Regions from separate parts of the Mus musculus genome. Here all the other regions are linked to region 3. The links are chromatin contacts, called in public Hi-C and promoter capture Hi-C maps. All regions are on one chromosome and are shown on one strand. Each heading gives the region's core, a stretch centred on a gene start, on an enhancer-like site or on the middle of the called end of the contact. The rest is flanking DNA. Distances are from core to core; before and after follow the strand shown.

Region 1 (3,070 bases), core at 114-2,613, 1.6 Mb after region 3:
AAAAGAAAAAAGAGAAGCAAGGCAACTTCTACATGTAACAAAAATACCTGAGTATCGTTGGTGCTTTCTGCTAAAAAGGCACTATTCTTTTTAAGATGTTTTGTTTTGTTCTGTTTTTTGAGACAGGACTTCTCTGTGTAGCCTTGGCTATCCTGGAACTCACTCTATAGACCAGGCTGGCCTTGAACTTAGAAATCCCTGCCTCTATCTCCCAAGTACTGGGATTCAAGGCGTGCGCCACCATGCGCGGCTTAAGATGTGTTTTTAACTATGTATATATGTATGCCCATGTAAGTACAAGTGTCCAATGGATCCAGAAGAAACTATCAGATTCCTTGGAGACGGAGTTAAAGGTAGTTATGAGCCACACGGGAAGCAGAACTTTGTCCTCTTAGCCAGTCCTTTAAGAGCAGTATAGGCTCTTAAAACCGCGGAACCATCTCCCTAACTCCACTGGTAACTACTCATTTAGAACTAAGAAACATTCTATGCCTTTGCAGGAACCTTCCACAACAGACTGTAAGGCATAAGAAACGTGCAGACGGAACAAGGGTGCGTTCCACGTCTGAGATGCTCCTAGACTGCACAGATGTCTAACAGCACACATTTCATCGCCCAAAAGTACTTCAGTGAAGAGTTCCACAGGGGGGAAATTGAAGTTTTTGCGTATGGTACTGGGGAAAAGGAATTACACTAGCCAAAGCTCCTAAAATGGGTGCTACCACATTTCCTTCTGCCAAGGTCCGATTGCAGTGAGAGACACTCTTAGAAAGTTAATATCTGCACTGCTCCGGTCAAGCCACGCTAAATGGTCACAACATTATTCTGTGAGTTCCAATTGCCTGCGCTGCTACTACTGCTAGCTGAAATAATCAAGTTCCTTACCCGGAGCCCAGGTACACAACCTGTCATTTCTGTGTGACTTAAGAAAATACCCTACACAGTAAATCAGGTGGCACGTCCCCACACAGCGCCCAGTTCCAAGAAAGAAAATAAATAGGAGACAAACGGAGGGGGGAGAAAGTTGTGGGACGTCAAGGCCTAACAGATGCTAGAGGACGGAAAATGAAGGTGCTGTTGCAAGAAAAAGAGCAAAGTCAGAGGACGCATGTCGTTGCGATCGCCGCTGAGGTCGCCGCGGGGCAGCAAAGCAGAGGCTGCCATACAAAGGCGACTAGATCTGCGAGACCTGCGGGGACACTTGTGAGCCTTTTCCCCCAAGCCGGCCCTTAGCTCTGCCTTGCTCACCAACTCACCTCGACAGGAGCCGCCACGCATATGGCTGCCCCATGGCCTAAAAACCCAAGAGCAGAAGAAGCAGAGTGTAGTGGTTCCACCGGCTCTGGTAGTTAGACCCGCCCACAGCCCCGCCCACAGCCGATGAGAGCAGAGGAGAGCCGGGGTCACTGATGACAAGTCCTCCGGTGGGCCAGAGCGGCCCAACGCCTACACTTCCGCTGCGCTACGCTCACGGGCCCGGCCGGGCGGGGCGGGGCGGGGCAAAACAGGAGCAGTTAGGAAACCAGCAAGAGCAGTGGGCAGGGCCACACTAGACAGGGCCAGGCCGGGTAAAGGTGGGGCGGGTCCTGGCTAGGGGCGTTAACTAGTGAGGGGAGGAGGAAGAGGAGGAGCCAAGACGAAAGCTGAGAGGTGAGTAACCAAAGCAAAGAGAAAAGTAGAAAAACTTATTTATAATAGCCAGAAGCTGGAAAGAAGCCAGATGTCCTTCAACAGAGGAATGGAGATAGAAAATGTAGTACATTTACACAATGGAGTACTACTCCGCCATTAAAAACAATGACTTCATGAAATTCTTAGGCAAATGGATGGAACTAGAAAGTATCAATCCTGAGTAAGGTGACCCAATCACAAAAGAACACACAGTATGGATATGAGCCCAAAGGCTCGGCAAGATACAATTCACCGACCACAAGAAGCTCAAGAAGAAGGAAGACCAAAGTGTGGGTGCTTTGGTCCTTCTTAGAAGAGGAAATAAAATACCCACAGGAGGAAATACAGAGGCAAGTGTGGAGCAGAGACTGAAGGCAAGGCCATCCAGAGAATGCCCCACCTGGGGATCCATTCCATATATAGTCACCAAACCCAGAGACTTTTTATTGTAGGTGCCAACAAGTGCTTGCTGACAGGCGCCTGATACAGCTATCTCCAGAGAGGCTCTGTCAGAGCCTGACAAAGAGGTGGATGCTCACAGTCAACTATTGGACTGAGCACAGGGTCTCCAATGGAGGAGTTAAAGAAAGGAATGAAGGAGCTGAATTGGTTTGCAACTCCATAGGACAAACAACAATATCAACCAACCAGAACCCCCAGAGCTCCCAGGGACTAAACCACCAACCAAAGAGTACACATGGAGGGACCCATGGCTCCAGGTGCATATGTAGCAGATGATGGCCTTGTCAGGCATCAATGGGAGGAGAGGCCCTTGGTCCTGTGAAGGCTGGATGCCCCAGTGTAGGGGAATGCCAGGATGGGGAAGCCAGAGAGGGGGGTTGGTTGGTTGGGGGAGCATTGTCACAGAAGCAGGGGGAAGGGGGAGGGGATAGGAGGTTTCCATAGGAGAAGGAAAGGAAGAGAGGGGATAACATTTGAAATGTAAATAAAGAAAATATCTAATAAGAAATTTCAAAAACCTTTAAATATAATTTTTTTACTACCACATTTAATGTAAAAAGATTGCATTGCCTTTTCTTTGTAATATTGAGAAACAATAAATACGGTAGTGGTTTTTACTTTAAAAAATGGAAAGGAAAGGAGTTTGCTCCCTAGACTAGGCTGTCTTGAAATGCCCAGTTGATTATCTATGTTTGGCTTTTAAGTTTAATCAGCAGGTATTAATTGATCTGAAGGAGTTTGTGTAATTTTTTTTTTTTTTTTGGTTTTTTGAGACAGGGTTTCTCTGTATAGACCTGGCTGTCCTGGAGCTCACTTTGTAGACCAGGCTGGTCTCGAACTCAGAAATCCACCTGCCTCTGCCTCCCGAGTGCTGGGATGAAAGGCATGTGCCACCATGCCTGGCTGTGTAATTTTAATAATTTTTTAATGAAAAGGT
Region 2 (2,994 bases), core at 199-2,698, 1.1 Mb after region 3:
TTTTGGTTGAAAGTCAATTTTATCCTATATTAGAATGTCTACTCCAATTTGTTTCTTGGGACCATTTGATTGGAAAATTATTCTCAGCCCTTTATTCTGACATAGTGTTTGTCTTTGACACTGAGGTGTGTTTCCTATATGCAGCAAAATGTTGGGCCCAGTTTACATATCCAGTCTGTTAGTCTATGTCTTTTTATTGGGGGGATTGAGTCCATTGATGTTAAGAGAAATTAAGGAATAGTGATTGCTGCTTCCTATTATTTTTTATGTTATTTTTATGTTTGTGTGGTTATCTTCTTTTGGGTGTGTTGAAAGGAGATTACTTTCTTGCTTTTTCTAGGGTGCAGTTTCCCTCCTTGTGTGGGTGTTTTCCATCTATTATCCTTTATAGAGCTAGATTTGTGGAAAGACACTGTGTACATTTTGTTTTGCCATGGAATATCTTTGTTTCTCCATCTATGGTAATTGAGGGTGTTGCTGTAATAGTAGTCAGGGCTGCTATTTGTGGTCTCTTAGGGTCTGTATGACATCTGCCCAGGATCTTCCAGCTTTCATAGTCTCTGCTGAGAAGTCTGGTGTAATTCTGATAGGTATGACTTTGCATGTTACTTCACCCTTTTTCCTTACTGCTTTTAATATTCTTTTGTTTGTTTGTTTGTTTAGTGCATTTGGTATTTTGATTATTATGTGATGGGAGGAATTTCTTTTCTGGTCCAATTTATTTGGAGTTCTGTAGGCTTCTTGTATGTTCATGGGCATCAAATTCTTTAGGTTAGGAAAGTTTTCTTGTTTAATTTTGTTGAGGATATTTACTGACCATTTAAGTTGGGAATCTTCACTCTCTTCTATACCTGTTATCCTTAGATTTGGTCTTGTCATTGTGTCCTGGATTTCCTGGATATTTTGGGTTAGGAGCTTTTTGCAATTTGCATTTTCCTTGACTGTTGTTTCAATGTTTTCTATGGTATCCTCTGCACCTGAGATCTGCATCTGGTATGTCTTAAGACAGAGACAGTGAACTCATCATATACATAAAATAAGTAAATCTGAAGAAGAAGAGGAGGAGGGGAGGGGAGGAGGAGGAGGAGAAGGAGGAGGAGGAGGGGGAGGAGGGAAGGGACGAGAAGAAGAGGAAGAGAAGGAGGAGGAGGAAGAGGAAGGGGAGGGGAGAGGAGGGGGAAGGGGATGAGAAGAAAAAGAAGAAGAGGAAGAAGGAGGGGGAGGAGGAGGAAGGGGGAGGGGGAGGAGGAGAAGAAAACCAAATTTAAGAGTATTAAATTATAGTGATTTATTTTTACATAGGATCCACTAGGGGGCGATACAGACCATTCATAGATTCTGCAGCCAAGCCACACCTACATTTAGCAGAAAACCATTTTGCAGTGGAGCACAACTCTTAATTCGACTTTTCACAACCCACCCCGCGCGCGCTTGCCACTGCGCAGGCGTGAGTGTGCGCACTCCATTGGTCGGGGTGCCGGAAGGGGCGGATTCCTGAGTGGAACCCAGGCTTCCTGCCGGGGCTGCTGGCTGCCGTTCCTTCCTCAGTCGCGGTTCTTGGCGTGCGGCGCGGCTAGGCGATGCCCAGCAGTGGGGTGCACGCCGATGGCCGCGCCGCGCCGGGGCCCCCACACACATCGACTGCGCACGCCGAGTCCCTTAGCAGCAAGGTGCCGTGGGACGCCGGGGAAGGGTGGTGGGCGGCGGGCCCCGCTGTGCCCTGTAGCCTCCGCCGTGCATTCTCAGCACCAGCAGCTGATTCCCCTCCATCCTGCAGGTTTGCGACGATGGAGGCGTGTCCCCTGAAAAAAAGTGACACACAGATGTGTTGCTCAGTCACACACAGATCTGTTGCTCTGTGGCTGTGCTTCATCCAGTTAGCCACGCACCCGCCTGGGTGCCATCCATGACGTCCATCATAAAAGTTTAGAAGTCTGTACCTGTTCTTCCAGACTCAGGCAAAAGCTTCTTAGCCGATTTTCTCAGCTGCCTGTTACCTTAAAATATATTCTCAACTTTAAGTGATCCTAAAAACATCTGTTTGGTCATCTCTTTATTATTCAACAAGAGAAAGGAGCACCCTATCAAATTAATTTTTTTCTATACCTTTAGGATAGGATTTCATAAATAACTCAGGCCAGCCTCAGATATTATTGCTTAGGCATTACTTGAATAATTCTCTTGCCTAATAGCCAGGATTTCAGGGAGGCAACCCCATACCGGAACTAGTCCTAACTTCCAGTTACAGACGAAAATCTTTAAACGTGTAGAGTGGAAGGGTGTGGGTATAGTCTTTTCAGATATTAAACATTCCTAAATTCTGTATTTTTTCTGTCCTATATGATATCTTCAGTACATTGCCTAATTCCCGCTGTACCACAGTGTACTGTGGTGTCACCTAAAGTGACACCTGTCATTCCTGTAATGAGCATAAAAACACTGTACAAGCAGACTTGAATCTCAAGGAAAGCGTACTCAATATGGCTTTGTAGGTTATTAGTACAGCTCTCAGGACTTAATAGACTATTTGCCTAGCTTAACGATACCAGCAATATGCAGTCCTTAATACTTGAAATAGAATGATACAGTGGTGGAAAATCATGTTGGATCAGTGCAGGTAGGGCATTCAGTACCATAGTACCATTTCATTTGTTTTATCCGAATGTCTGGCTGTCATCTAGTGCATACATCATAAAACCATTGGTTGTTGGTAAAGAGGAGAACCCACATTCATTTTATTTCTCTCTTTTTGTCTACAGCAAGACCTTATAAAACTAAAAGATTGGGTTTTTGTTGTTTTCGGGAGAGGTTTTGTTTGTTTTTGGTTCTTTTGTTTGGTTGTTTTTTGTTTTTTTCAAGACAGGGTTTCTCTGTGTAGCTCTGGCTGTCACAGAACTCAGTCTGTAGACCAGGCTGGCCTCGAACTCAGAAATCTGCCTGCCTCTGCCTCTCAAGTGCTGAGATTAAAGGCGTGCGCCACCACTGCCTGGCTTA
Region 3 (3,069 bases), core at 325-2,824:
CTGTTCACAAACCCCTTTCTCTTTACTTTGTATCTGCATCTGTTGGCTTGTTATTCTCATTTTCCCAGGAGCCAACAGTAACAGAAACCAGCCTAAACATTTGGGTCTCAGCAGAGTGTTTTCCTTTCCAGATAGCCATACTCACTTTCTCTTTCCCGCTTTGAGTGAGTCTGGAAACAGACATAGAGTCTTCCGCACAGTTCCCCAACTCCCTGAAGACTTCAGGGGAGTAATCCTCATAGTTGTTTCTGGGGATAACATCAACACACTCCGTCTGCTCATGTATGTTTTCACGCCTGTGTAAGATCCCTCCTCAGGAGAAACGCAGTGACTGAGATAGTTTTCTGCTATCTGGTAGTCCTGCTCTTGCAGGTCTTGACCTCTGATTCTGCAACCCTGCTACAGATCTCCTTAGCTTGGATTATCATAAAGATGATCAAAGATAGACTCTCGTCTTTGGACCCAGGACTATGCTGAGCTCAACTTTGCCCAAAGTTCCAAAGGCTCTTGTAGTTTCATCTAACTTTACTCACAAATGTGTTTTGAATACATGTTATTAGGTTAGTCAGGTTTATAATAATGACACATAAACTAATGTCTTTGATGTTTATAGGTAATGTCTCTAGAAAAAGAAATAGTTATAATACAAGATAAAATGCAAATCACAAGAGCTCCTAGGAGTTGAAAATAATCTCTCTCTCTCTCTCTCTCCCTCTCTCTCTCTCTCTCTCTCTCTCTCACTCACTCACTTTGACCCCTCTCTTCCATCTCTCTCCCCTCAAGTCCCACCTCAAGTCTTTCCACTTCAGGTGTTGCCCTTTTTCATGTTACAAGTGTTCTATTACCCTCCCCACACCTCTCCCTTTTTTTCCTCTCATAGGTTCCTAAGGATTATTTTGAGAGATGTATGTAACAGATATACAGTAGACGCCCTATGGGAAGAGTTAGAATCCCTTTAAAAGTTTGAGAGCAGCCGAGCGTGGTGGGGCACGCCTTTAATCCCAGCACTCGGGAGGCAGAGGCAGGCGGATTTCTGAGTTCGAGGCCAGCCTGGTCTACAAAGTGAGTTCCAGGACAGCCAGGGCTACACAGAGAAACCCTGTCTCGAAAAACAAAAAACAAAACAAAACAACAACAAAAAAGTTTATGAATACTTGGGACATAAAAGTTGATTGACATTAGAGATAGAAACCCAGGCAAACGCTCTGCCACTGTGCTGCATCCCCAGATCAAAAGTCTCCTGTAGAGATGGTTCAGTGGTTAAGAACACTGACTGCTCTTCCGGAGGTCCTAAGTACAATTCCCAGCAACCACATTGTGGCTCACAGCCATCTGTAATGGGATCTGATGCCTTCTTCTGGTGTGTCTGAAGACAGTGTACTCCTATACATAAAATAAGCAAGCAAGCAAACAAACAAACTAATACATACATCTTTAAAAAAAAAAAAGGCTCCTCTAGCTGGTAGTTTAAGGGAGTCTGGCGCTTGAAAGATGCATTTGGACACTCCCTTGCCTGTGGGAAGAGGCCTGGGGCCTAGAGCGCAGGCGGAACCAGAGTGCGCGGCCGCGGCGCAGGCCGGGAAGGTTTCTAGGGCGGACGCTGGTCCGGTCTCTCCTAGGCGTCCTACAGAGCCTGGGAGTGCTGCAGCTTCCCTGGCCCGCTGCGCAGCGTCGGCCCTGCAGACATGTCGGGGTTCAGCCCGGAACTTATCGACTACCTGGAAGGGAAAATCTCCTTTGAAGAGTTCGAAAGGCGGAGAGAAGAGAGAAAAACCCGAGAGAAGAAAGTGAGCCGCTGGGCCCCCGGTGCTCCTCGGTCTTGTTTTCCCCGAAACCGAGTCGTGGGTTGCCCAGGGTGGGCCCGGGATCCAGCAGCTTTCACCTCTTCCAAAATTTCCGATTTTCACTCCCACCCGAGTACTCAGAGCCTCTAAAGACATCTCCCCACCCGAAAGCCAGCCTTGGTGGGCGCTAACCTCCCCCGACCCCCTAATACCTGTTAAGTCGATGAGCCAGACAGGGTGATCTGATTAGTTCTAAACCTATCTTGCAACTAGGTTGTGACGGTGGTGGGAACCAGGCCTTTTGTTTTTGTGGTCTGTATAGGGGTCTTGGGGATCAAACTTCAGGGCCTCCAGCCTGCTGGACAAAGCTCCCCATCGCAAAGCTACATGCACCCCTGGTGCGCCTATTTTTGAGGAGTCTCCGTGTAATTTTTTTTCTTAGACATAAAAGTAAACCTAACTAACCAGATAGTGAGGATATCTGTTACTTTTTCAAATTTTAATAAAGATCTGAACTTTAAATAGTTTCTCATTTGTTTGAAGGCCAAGGGACCAACATAAAGATCTCTTGACCCTTTTGAAGTTAGCTAATGATTTCTTTCTTGACTCATAGACTTCTATGAACCCTATGGTTTATTTAAAGTCTTAGATTGATGACATTAAAATATTTAAAATCATTCCACTTGTATTTGCAAATGACTTACATAAACTAAAGACTTAAGTACATTGGAACACTTTGAAACTATTCAAATTTAGATTCCACGTATCATAGGGGAGGGTCAACTTTTATAAAGATAAGGCAAATGCCCTATTCAAGGCTGAGAGAATTAAATCTGAATTAGTTTTTGGAACTGTTTAATTCCCAATCACAGAGTGTTCAGGAAAAAGGAAAATCATCACCCAAAGAAAACCCAGATGACTCCGAAGTTCCATCCTCATCAGGAATTGACTCTGCCAAATCCCAGGACAAAGACGCCAATGAAGGTATGTTACTGCTGGCTTTAAATGAGCACTTAAGTAAAATGATTTGATAAAAACACTATTTGCTTTTTACTTTTTATTGCTTTTATGTTTATTGTAATAACATTCTATTTTTGTTTGTTGGTTTGTTTTTCATGACAGGCTTTTTCTGTGTAGCCCTGGCTGTCCTGGAACTCACTCTGTAGACCAGGCTGGCCTCGAACTCAGAAATTCTGCCTCTGCCTCCCAAGTGCTGGGATTAAAGGTGTGTGCCACCACTGCCTGGCTCAGTATTCTATTTTTATCACCTGGTTTATCAGTGTTT
Region 4 (3,165 bases), core at 355-2,854, 1.1 Mb after region 3:
TCAAACTGGATCCAGGTGTGTTGGTTCAGTTCTGTAATCCCAGCATTCAAGAGGATTGCCAAAATCTGAGGTCAGCCTAGCCGAATAGCAATACCCTATTTCAAAATTCTTTAAAAAAAGAAAAAATTACATATATGTAAAATGTAAGCAGAGTGAGAGCCAGGAGCTAAATATATAATTGTTCAAGTTAGCAGTTTCACTGCGATGTTTCAATATATGCCTATACCATGTTTCTAGTGTATCCCCTCTCCTGCTCTCTCCACTCCCCTTCCCGTGGCAGTCTAGCCCATTTTGTATTTTCAGGTCATCTTTTTGTTTTCTTTTATGAGCTTTCCGCATACTACTTTTATTTCTCTGTGGAGCTAGTTTTGTCAAATATAATAATCACCAATAAAATAGTATTTTAAAAAGATGTGTGTGTGTGGGGGTGGGGGGACAGAACTGGCTCAACCAGTCTGAGTGGCAAGATGCTAACATGTAATGGAACATTTTAGCCATAGTCAGAGGTCAAAAGCATTTTGCTTTGATCTCCCTCTCTCTTGAAACAAGGTTTCACTGTATAGGTTGGTCAGGCTGTCCTCATTTTCACAGGTATCCTCCTGTAGAGTAGAGGGATTACAAGTGTATAAGCCACTAATGCCTGGCTGTGTGCCCCCATTTGAATAGTGAACCTAGAAATAACAAGCTGTTGATGTAAAATGAAAAATTTATAGGGTTAGGGGTTCAAATTTGTACCACAACTAGGTTAAAGTCATGAATCTTTCTCAATATTTCTTTAGCCAAACTCTCTACTTATTTATTTATTTACCTCCGCGCGCCCCCACCCACCCGCTTACTCCTTTTATGTTCAGGAAGAAACACTAAGTATTAGTATTTCTAGTATTAGTACTCAATTGTCGTGAGCATACAGTTTTGGGGGGGCCTAAGAGTTTACTTTGTTACAATCAAACTGAAATGGGTGTTGTCTGAGAGAAGGAAATGCGCTAGAATACATTTCAGCTTCTATTCAAAGATACCTAAAATCCTTTCTATTGCAGTGTTTGAAGAAAGGAATTTCACCCGGCTACGCAAGTGTTTCTGGAGTGTAATGTTCTTTCGGCTTCTCAAGATGTATGGAACAGGCAGTGATGAAAGTTACACTAAGGGAGAGTCTCGCGTAAATTTTGCTTCTATAATAACCAAGTACCTATAATGCACTTTTAAAGCTTAATAGTTCGAACATCCCACACAACGTAAAAAATTAAAAACCCAAACCCGCTGGAAAGAGCCTCACATTGCCACCTATGCTAGATTAGAAACCCTTTCTCAGCAGGTTGTGCCGCAAAGGCTTCGCTACCCGGCCCTCCCCGCCCGCGCACACCCACCGCCCCAGTCGCGGCTGCACTTCCGCGGCGCGCCGACCACCTGCGGACACCTAGGGTGCACAGCGCGAGCCCCGGAGGCAGCAGGAACCTGCTCTGCCGCAGGCCTTCTGGGCCGTGCCGCAGCTCTAGGAAGCCTTCGAGCTTACCGGCCGCCAGCTCCTGGCTGGTCACAGGACAATTCCCGCGGCAGCCACAGTAGGTCCTCTGGCTAGAGCTACTGGTGCGCCCCACCGCTTCCGGAAGGCTGCCAAGCTGCTCTAGCGAGCAGCCGATTGGCTGCCAGCCGCGCCAATCCCACTTCCTGCTGTGGGCGGGCCTTAGAGGAGCGCGAGCGCGGGTCCTGCTGAGCGCAGCCGTGCTTCGGTCCGAAGGACGTCCAGCGAAGTAGGCCGTGCAACTCAGGGTTTGCTGAGTGCTTGCCGCTGTGGGTGGTGAATGCGCGCTAGAAGGTAGTGTCACCGCGAACGAGCGTGCCCGGTGATGCTCGGGGAGGCTGAAGGCGCCTCCCGGGGCTAGGTGCGGATTTGCGGGGCTCGCGCGCACGCGTTTCAAGCCTCTGGGCTGGCTCGGCAGTAGTTGGAGCTCAGACCCTTGGGGTTCAAGGTGGGAAAGTTTTGTCTTGCTAGAGAGTGTAGCGGCTTGTAGCACTGTGCGTTGTCTCACACAAAAAGGTATTAATTTGTGGTTATTCCCAATGAAGACAGTGTACATCCTGAAGAGATGTGAATACCAGAAGTTCATCTCTATGAGGAAGGGGAGGAAAAAAAGATTTGATTAATCCATTCTCTTTCTAAATCATCTTTGAAAGTACTTTTTTTTTTTTAACCTTGGTGATTTGTATTTATAAAACTTTGTGAGTTTTATTTCAGAAATAACTCTGAAAAACATTTTAAAGTTGACAGAATGCTTGCGTGCGTGTGTGTGTGTGTGTGTGTGTGTGTGTGTGTGTAGGTATCTTTTATTTGTGTTGGTTCTGTGTGATGGTTGGGTTGGATTTATTCTGTTGTAAAATTTGCTGTTTTCTCCCTAAAATCCAAGCTCTCTAATCTTTTTGCTTTTGTAGATCAGTTTCTCTTTCTGATCACAGCATACTTCCAGGACTGTTGATTGGCTTCAGTAAACATGACTTCTTTTCTAACACTAGGACTGTTCCAACAGTAGGATTGTCCTCACTAGGTATGAATTCTTTTCCCACACTCCATGTGTTGTGTGCTGGAACATCAACCCTCTGGCTTTTCAGAGGAGGTCTTTAAGTGCACACCCCTTAATAATATGCCACATTCCTGAATATGTTTTCAATATACATTCACTGCCCTCAAAGCAATATGAGCCAGAGAGGAAGGGACAGATAAATAAAATAGCCATTTATGAGTTTGAATTAAAAAAACGAAGGGATGCCTAATCTCTTGGGAGATTGGAATATGGAAAAAGAGTTTTGGGAACTGACACAAGACATCCCAGAAAAATGTCATGTGGCCCAGGAAATCCTACCACATCTAGGTAAAGAGAGCCACATTGTAGTGTGACCAGATTAGTACTGTGTGTACATTTGGAAAATGGGATGAAATTAGAGAGATAGGGTAGTAGGGAATTTGGACTTAACATACTTAGCAGTTGAAAAATCTTAAAAATTTAAAGTAGGATAGCAAAGATACTTTAATTATAGAAACAACTTACAAATATTTAAATCCATATATCAATTTGGTAGTTATTGGAGTCGTTCAGAGGAGAAATACTAAGGGGCTGACCAGAAGTGGTATTAGGAAGAATGCTCTAAGAAACTCAGGAAGGAGCAGGTGCC
Region 5 (2,953 bases), core at 130-2,629, 1.9 Mb after region 3:
CCAGTGAAGAATTAGAAGAATTTTGCGGATTTCATTGCTCGACTACCCATTAACCTCTACCTTTCCACACCGGCCAAGAAATTGTCTCAGTAGCCCTGACTGTACTACAACCACCCAAATTAAATTCCTCTTCGCTGAGCAGGAGCATAAACACTGACAATTGGAGTGGCAGGGAGACACTTGTAGCTGTTATTTCTTCTGAAGAATTTGAGGAACTAAGAATAATTATTTAAAATACCAACTATTCTAGACAGGCTTGTCACTAACAGGGAAGATATTTCAGCTTAAATGTATACTTAACCATGTAACTATATGTTTATATATTTATGCATTTAAGTACATATCTATTCCATTGACATCACTCATTTGTAGAACATGTTTTTACAAAAAGAAAAAATGGTTTATTTAATAAGGTCTTTTTCTTTCAATATTATCATCCCACCCATTGTTGCAACATAAAGATGTGGTTTAAAGAATTTCTCTTCTCAAAGAATGCCTTGTATCCCCTTCAACCAAGTAGGCACACTCTGGGAGGCCAGCCAGGAAGTGGGAACGGCCTCCTATATAAAACTGGATTTTTATATGTACATTAAAACAGGATTCTACCTGTATTGCAGTAAGAGCACACCATTAAAACTTGAATTCTTTTCTTTGAAACCCCCTCCCCAAGGAAGGCAAAAATAGATTTAATTTTTTTCCCCTTAAAATTTTGGCAATAGCTTTAGCTTTTGAGGTGCTGTAACACTTTCTTTGGCTAGAAAAGTTTATGCAAACCAAGCTCAAAATGTCTACACCTTGCCTTAAGAACTCTATTTTGACACGCTCAAGACAGCACCAGGAGTGTGTCATTTGCCTACAGGAAGACAACAGAGAATGGCCTGTAAAGTAACACAAGGTTTCCAGACATGAAAAGGGTGTCATTAAGCCACCAGGCCAGAGTTTCCCTTTCCTCCCTCCTCAAACCAGGCCTGGGCGAGGGTGGGGACAGGGTGGAGTGGGCGAGGAGGGACAGGTCCGCACCGCACCTGCGGTTCTGTACCCCCCCCACCCCCTCCCTCCTGGGCGGGCCCGGTGCGGGGCTTGGCAGGCAGCGCTGTCCGCGGATCCACGGAAGCCTCCTCCTCCTCCGACCCGCGCGCGCGCCCCCACCCGCGCGCTCCCAGCTGCCGTGGGAATGGGCCACCCCCGGGACCGCGCCGAGCCTCAGCCCCGCCGGCCCCCACCCCCGCCCCGCGGCCGCCCACGCCGGGATCTGCGTCACTCGGCCGCGCGTGGGCGGGAGCCGGAGCGGCGAATGGAGCAAGAGCGGAATCTCCCGATGTGACAGCGCGCGGGGCGGGGCGGGGGCGGCGGAGGTGGCGGGGGAGGGAGAGGGAGAGGCCGAGGGAGGGGCGGCGGGAGAGGCCTAGGGAGGGCGCCCGGGGCCGCCGCCGCCCGCCTCCGCCCGAGCCTCCGCCCGCGCGACCGAGCGAGCGCCGTCGGGGCGGGCGGGGGACGGAGCGCGCGCCCACCGCGTCCCTGCCCCCCTCGATGGGCGCGGGGGCGTCCCGGCCGCCGCAGCCGCCGCAGGAGCCCGGCAGAGCCGTCGTCGCGGAGCGCGCCGCAGCTGCGGGCCGCGTAGGTACCGGGAGGGCCTCGAGATGGAGCGGGGGGCGCGGACGCGTGGCTCGGCGGGGCCGTCGCGTCCTGCCGGGCGGGGGGCGCGGGCTGTGCGGGGAGGACGCGCTCGCGGGCCCGCGTGGGGTGCCAGCTCCGGGGCGACCAGGGACTTCCGAAAAGTGCCGCTGAGTCTCCGCTTTCTTCCTGTTATCCGCCCCTTCCTACTGTAGTTGTGTTTTCAGAGCGGAAGGAGAGTTTTGCTTGGAAGTGGCTTTCAGAAACTTGGCACCCAGGTGCAGGGAAGCGGGAGTCGCCGAGCCTTTGAGGCTGAGTGGGGAATGTGCAGACACGTGTAGGACAGAGAAGCTTTGGACGCAGGTGTGTGACCTTACGGGGACAGACACCGAAGTACGGTCAACCCGGGAGATCTGCAAGGAATCTCCTGGGTAGAGCTGGAATTTGCGTCTGTAGGTTGAGCTGACCAAGTTTTGCAGCGGGCGACCAGCGGGAACCGTGCCCTGGCTCAGGGAGGCTTGGGAAATTTTGGATTGCCTGCTAATTTACAATTTGATCCGAAAGAGCTGGTTTGGAGTAAGTTGTCACTACCGATTGGTTTGCCAGTGACGTGCCTGCCAACTTTACGGAGTGCAAAGATCAGAATCTCTAAGGAGATTCTAAGATCTCGTATAAAAATATTTTGGCAGTTTTAATAGTTAATATTAGATTGCATAGGAGCAGAGGAACCGAATTTAAAATAAGATTAGTCACATCCGAAATGGTTCGCTGTTTTGTACACGCAGCGAATTACCCTTTTTAAATATTCACTTTTTGAAAAATCTTTCTTTGTACAATATATGTTATGACATTTATAATTCATCTGCCGGTTTTAAGAAGAGATACTGGAGAGAGGATGTATAGGGTCCATTGTATCGGATAGCCGACCAGGGTGGAGGCTATCTTCCTGAGATTCAAAGAGCTGCTTCACACCCAGCTTCTGTGCCAGCACAAGTGACTTGGATTGAAGGTTTCTTCCTCCAGCTTGCATCTTTTGAGACATTTAATTCTGTTCTTTCAGTAAGCTCAAGCAGATAAATAAGTATGCTGTTGAGAATTTGTAGATAGGCAGTGCAGTCAGCCTTCTTCATCTCTGTTTCCAGTTTAGATACTGGAACATTACATCTTGAAAGAAAATAATTTCAAGAAGTGCTAGGGAGATAATTTGTTTCTTTCTTTCTTTCTTTCTTTTCTTTTTCTTTTTTTTTTTTTTTTTTTTTTTTTTTTTTGACTTGACCATCTTATGCTTAGCCTGCCATTCCACTACTGAGCATGCTTTTTCTCTCCTGAGGCCCAGTCT
Region 6 (3,225 bases), core at 91-2,590, 1.1 Mb after region 3:
GAACACTAAATCTTCTTAAAAATCCATAAACTTTACTCTTTGGGGGCTTGGGAATAGCTCCTGCTGTCCTTCTTAACATTAGCATATTTGTTACTCTACAAATACTTCCTAGAAAAGAGTTACAGAAATATTATGTCATTTGCAATGAATTCATTTATTTAAACAAAATAATGAATGTTATCTTATTTTTTAAGTATGCAGACTTCAAAATTTTAAGAACATTTGTAAAAACATTATCAAAATCTTTTAGAGGTCCTAGAAATCACTAGATAGGAATAAATCAAATTTTGCAAGAGAAAAATGAGAAGCATATAAAATGATTATAATGTATCAAGTTGAGCACCCCCAAAGTGAAAGAAGCTCTAAAGCACGCTACCACCTGAGTTGTTAGTGGAAACACAAAAAGTACTAAAAATATTATTGTATAAAATTGCCTTAGCTGTGTTTACAGGATGCAAATGAAACACGAATTTCACATCTATACCTGGGTTTCATCCTCAAATTGGTCACGAATATGGCACATCGCAAAATTAAAAAAAATTTTTTTTTGAAATTTGGAACACTTCTGGTCCAGGCATTTTGGGTAAACCATGCTCAACACGCACTTTATACAACAGTTAATGTTATAGTATAATAGTTATGTGGACAGTACTACTTAAAGTGATGTTAAAAATTAAAGGCAAATAGAACAAATCAAAAATAAAGGCCTCCCATTTATTGACTCCCCTCTCCCCCAGAAAATAGTGTACTGCATTTGGACAGTTTATTAAAATATTATGCTCACTAATCAGGATTTAATTTTGTATTTTGGAAGCAAGCCCTCTCATAAAGTTCATTGTAAAAAACAAGCAAAAACCCCCGGCATCTCTGCAAAGACAACCGTAAACACTTATCCAATCTTCGGATTCACATCTCCACTTTTTGTAATAGGTTCACCACCCAAACCTCTTCCTAAACCCTTCTCCCCACATCAACTCCTCCCCAAAAGGTAGCAATCCATCCATCACTAAACATAAACACTCTAGTATTCCCACACTGCAAGACGTGTGGAATGAGCAAAACTGGGGTTAGAAATACAGTGAACGCGTCAACTGGGAAAGCAGACCTGCAGTGACTGGGCTGAGAGTAAACTACGCGCAGATTTCAGTCGTGAGCTCCCACAGCCTCTCCAGAAGAATTAGTTTTGGACAACACAGCTGGAATCTGTTGCTGGAAAGCAACGGAGTCTCTGTTGGTGGTGAGCAAAAGCTTGGGACAGGAAAGACGTGCGCGGGAGCAGTCTCCATTCCCCTTAGGAAACTGCGGGCGCCCGCACTACGCAGGCGCCCGGAAGTGACGTCACCGCCCTTGGGCCGGCGGTCCTTCTCTTGTCTTAGTAAAGAAATGCTTAATAACTTCTTATAGCCCCAGGCGTTCCTGCCAGGTTTGTGAATACCAGGTCTTTTACTAAGTCACGCTGATAGCGACTCATGAAAAGGTGTCCAGATTCAGTAGATCTCACTGTGCCCACACTATGCCGCATTTAAGGAAAGGGTTCTGCCCTCCGTTAGAACTTTGCTGCCACCAAGAGAAAAAGGGTAGGATTTACTGTCATTCTATTTTAGGAAAGCTGTCACCAGACTTAAAAGGTAGTGGCCTGAGAAACCTTCCATTTTCATGGGGAAAGTATTTTCATCAGAAGTCAGAACACCCGCAAAAACAGCACTTGATTCTCAGTGAAGTGTATTTGGTTGTACAGTTTAAACAACTGCTGCATTTATCATCCCAAGTGAAGCACCCATGGCATTCTATAGCCCCGGATTACTAGGTCAGCTTTCAACTTTCTGTATAGCATGTACTAATTATTGCATCTTGCTTTGTTTTTGTTGGTCTGGTTTGTGAACCTGTTAGTACAATCAAATGGATGTATTCCAAATCTTTCCTCTCTACCTAAACTTTAAAACTGTAGCAAGCAAAGGCTTTACAATGCAAGGCTGGGAAGGGCTTGGATCTTTGCTTTGATGAGTTAAAAAACCACCACCACCACCACCAGGTAACTCTTCTCACAGACTTACACTAAACTCTAGGAGAAGGTACTAGTAAATTCATAATTACAATATTGAACTTACTTTTAAAAAAATTGAGACTTTTTTCAACCTGTGACAATAAAGTAACAATTTTGTGCCAGCAGGGTCAGGAACACATCCAGGAGATACTGTGCTTGGTGGCCTCATTTACAGATAATTGGGCTGCTAATTTTGAATGAATTTAGTCACAGAGTTAAGTGCCTCTGACTAACACAGAATGGGCCAGGGCAACCTTGAGTCTGGAACCTGTTTGGTTAAATACCAGAAGTCAAACTCATTTGTAACCTTCAGGTGAATTTAATAGGAAGAATTTTACAATACTTATACCTTACGTGTTCCACTTAGATGCATGTACATGTGTATGAAATATAAAAATCTATGATTCAGGTTCTTGCAATGTTGTCCAGAACTCGCGGACTTCTTTTTGTAAGCCTCCACAGTAACTGGGACTACAAATACCCACTCCTGTAGGCCTACCTGGACTTTATCACACATTCATCCAGACTGTTCCTTTATGGCAGGTACTTTCTTAGTTGTGAGAGCTAAAAACTTAAGGTTAACCCTCGATCTTCAATGCAGATAATTGAAAGGTAGAGAACTGGAAATGCACACAAAGTGGAGTAACCTGGAGAAGGCTGAGTGGTTTGAATGGCTGTATCTGTAGCCTGGCAAGATCATGACCTAATTCCTTGGTTTCTGCATCTGATTCCTCTCCAGGCTTTGGCTTGGAAGTGACTGGACTCTAGATTACTGAGTCACACATCACAAATTGCTAGAAAACCATTTAAAAGTCATCAGAACTTGTTAGTTTATTAACTTGTGAAAAAATGTAATAATGTTGGAGCTAGGATAGTGAGTCTGCTGGTCTCTCATCTTTGTTTTCAATAAACCACAATGAAGATCAAATGAATATTATATGAAAGCAGTAGATATAAACTCAGTGCTCTTAATGGCTAATATTTCAAGCTTGAGGAATTGCTTCCCACTTGAGTCACACACCAGCCTCAAATCAGTCATGCATTCTATGGCCAGCTGCCTTTCTCCTTTCCAGTCTTCTTTACTAAGCAATTCCATCTTTGATGTGAGAAAAATCCTTGTACTATAGGAAATACTGTTCGTCTGGTTTCATTTTTGGAGGATTTTTCTCTTACGTTTGCTG

What was found. Promoter capture Hi-C pulls out the DNA fragments that hold promoters and counts their contacts. A called contact is a pair of places that touch in the nucleus more often than the background predicts.
Region 1: a contact with region 3 is called in a promoter capture Hi-C map of hippocampal neurons, with 2.5 times the contacts expected there. The contact joins the promoter of Hibch here to the promoter of Gtf3c3 in region 3.
Region 2: a Hi-C map of B cells shows a contact between it and region 3, with 10 read pairs. The contact joins the promoter of Asdurf here to the promoter of Gtf3c3 in region 3. A contact is called at or near these places in 4 of 39 promoter capture datasets (cranial neural crest, hippocampal neurons, liver and 1 more), 1 of 484 Hi-C or Micro-C datasets (B cells) and 2 of 115 datasets of contacts at active chromatin or transcription factors (embryonic stem cells and large pre-B cells).
Region 4: a promoter capture Hi-C map of hippocampal neurons shows a contact between it and region 3, with 3 times the contacts expected there. The contact joins the promoter of Ormdl1 here to the promoter of Gtf3c3 in region 3. A contact is called at or near these places in 5 of 39 promoter capture datasets (the 3T3-L1 cell line, cranial neural crest, frontonasal cranial neural crest and 2 more).
Region 5: a contact with region 3 is called in a promoter capture Hi-C map of hippocampal neurons, with 3 times the contacts expected there. The contact joins the promoter of Nab1 here to the promoter of Gtf3c3 in region 3. A contact is called at or near these places in 1 of 39 promoter capture datasets (hippocampal neurons) and 1 of 115 datasets of contacts at active chromatin or transcription factors (astrocytes).
Region 6: a contact with region 3 is called in a promoter capture Hi-C map of stem cell-derived epiblast-like cells, with 2.4 times the contacts expected there. The contact joins the promoter of Osgepl1 here to the promoter of Gtf3c3 in region 3. A contact is called at or near these places in 8 of 39 promoter capture datasets (the 3T3-L1 cell line, the C10 cell line, cranial neural crest and 5 more), 1 of 484 Hi-C or Micro-C datasets (embryonic stem cells) and 1 of 115 datasets of contacts at active chromatin or transcription factors (astrocytes).

The regions. Positions count from the first base shown.
Region 1 is chr1:52,843,331-52,846,400 of GRCm38.p6, reverse strand. Hibch (3-hydroxyisobutyryl-Coenzyme A hydrolase) reads right to left here and starts at 1,363. Exons shown (of 14, transcript NM_146108.2): 1 at 1,257-1,363. The coding sequence starts at 1,291.
Region 2 is chr1:53,351,206-53,354,199 of GRCm38.p6, reverse strand. It overlaps Asdurf (ASNSD1 upstream reading frame), which reads left to right and starts at 1,448. Exons shown (of 4, transcript NM_001353501.1): 1 at 1,448-1,670. The coding sequence starts at 1,581. It overlaps Asnsd1 (asparagine synthetase domain containing 1), which reads left to right and starts at 1,448. Exons shown (of 6, transcript NM_133728.3): 1 at 1,448-1,670.
Region 3 is chr1:54,437,531-54,440,599 of GRCm38.p6, reverse strand. It overlaps Gtf3c3 (general transcription factor IIIC, polypeptide 3), which reads left to right and starts at 1,574. Exons shown (of 18, transcript NM_001033194.3): 1 at 1,574-1,787; 2 at 2,657-2,768. The coding sequence starts at 1,686.
Region 4 is chr1:53,295,534-53,298,698 of GRCm38.p6, reverse strand. It overlaps Ormdl1 (ORM1-like 1 (S. cerevisiae)), which reads right to left and starts at 1,604. Exons shown (of 4, transcript NM_145517.4): 1 at 1,511-1,604. Pms1 (PMS1 homolog 1, mismatch repair system component) reads left to right here and starts at 1,671. Exons shown (of 13, transcript NM_153556.2): 1 at 1,671-1,813.
Region 5 is chr1:52,498,874-52,501,826 of GRCm38.p6, reverse strand. It overlaps Nab1 (Ngfi-A binding protein 1), which reads left to right and starts at 1,379. Exons shown (of 8, transcript NM_008667.3): 1 at 1,379-1,617.
Region 6 is chr1:53,311,739-53,314,963 of GRCm38.p6, reverse strand. It overlaps Osgepl1 (O-sialoglycoprotein endopeptidase-like 1), which reads right to left and starts at 1,340. Exons shown (of 8, transcript NM_001285839.1): 1 at 1,106-1,340; 2 at 1-108. The coding sequence starts at 85.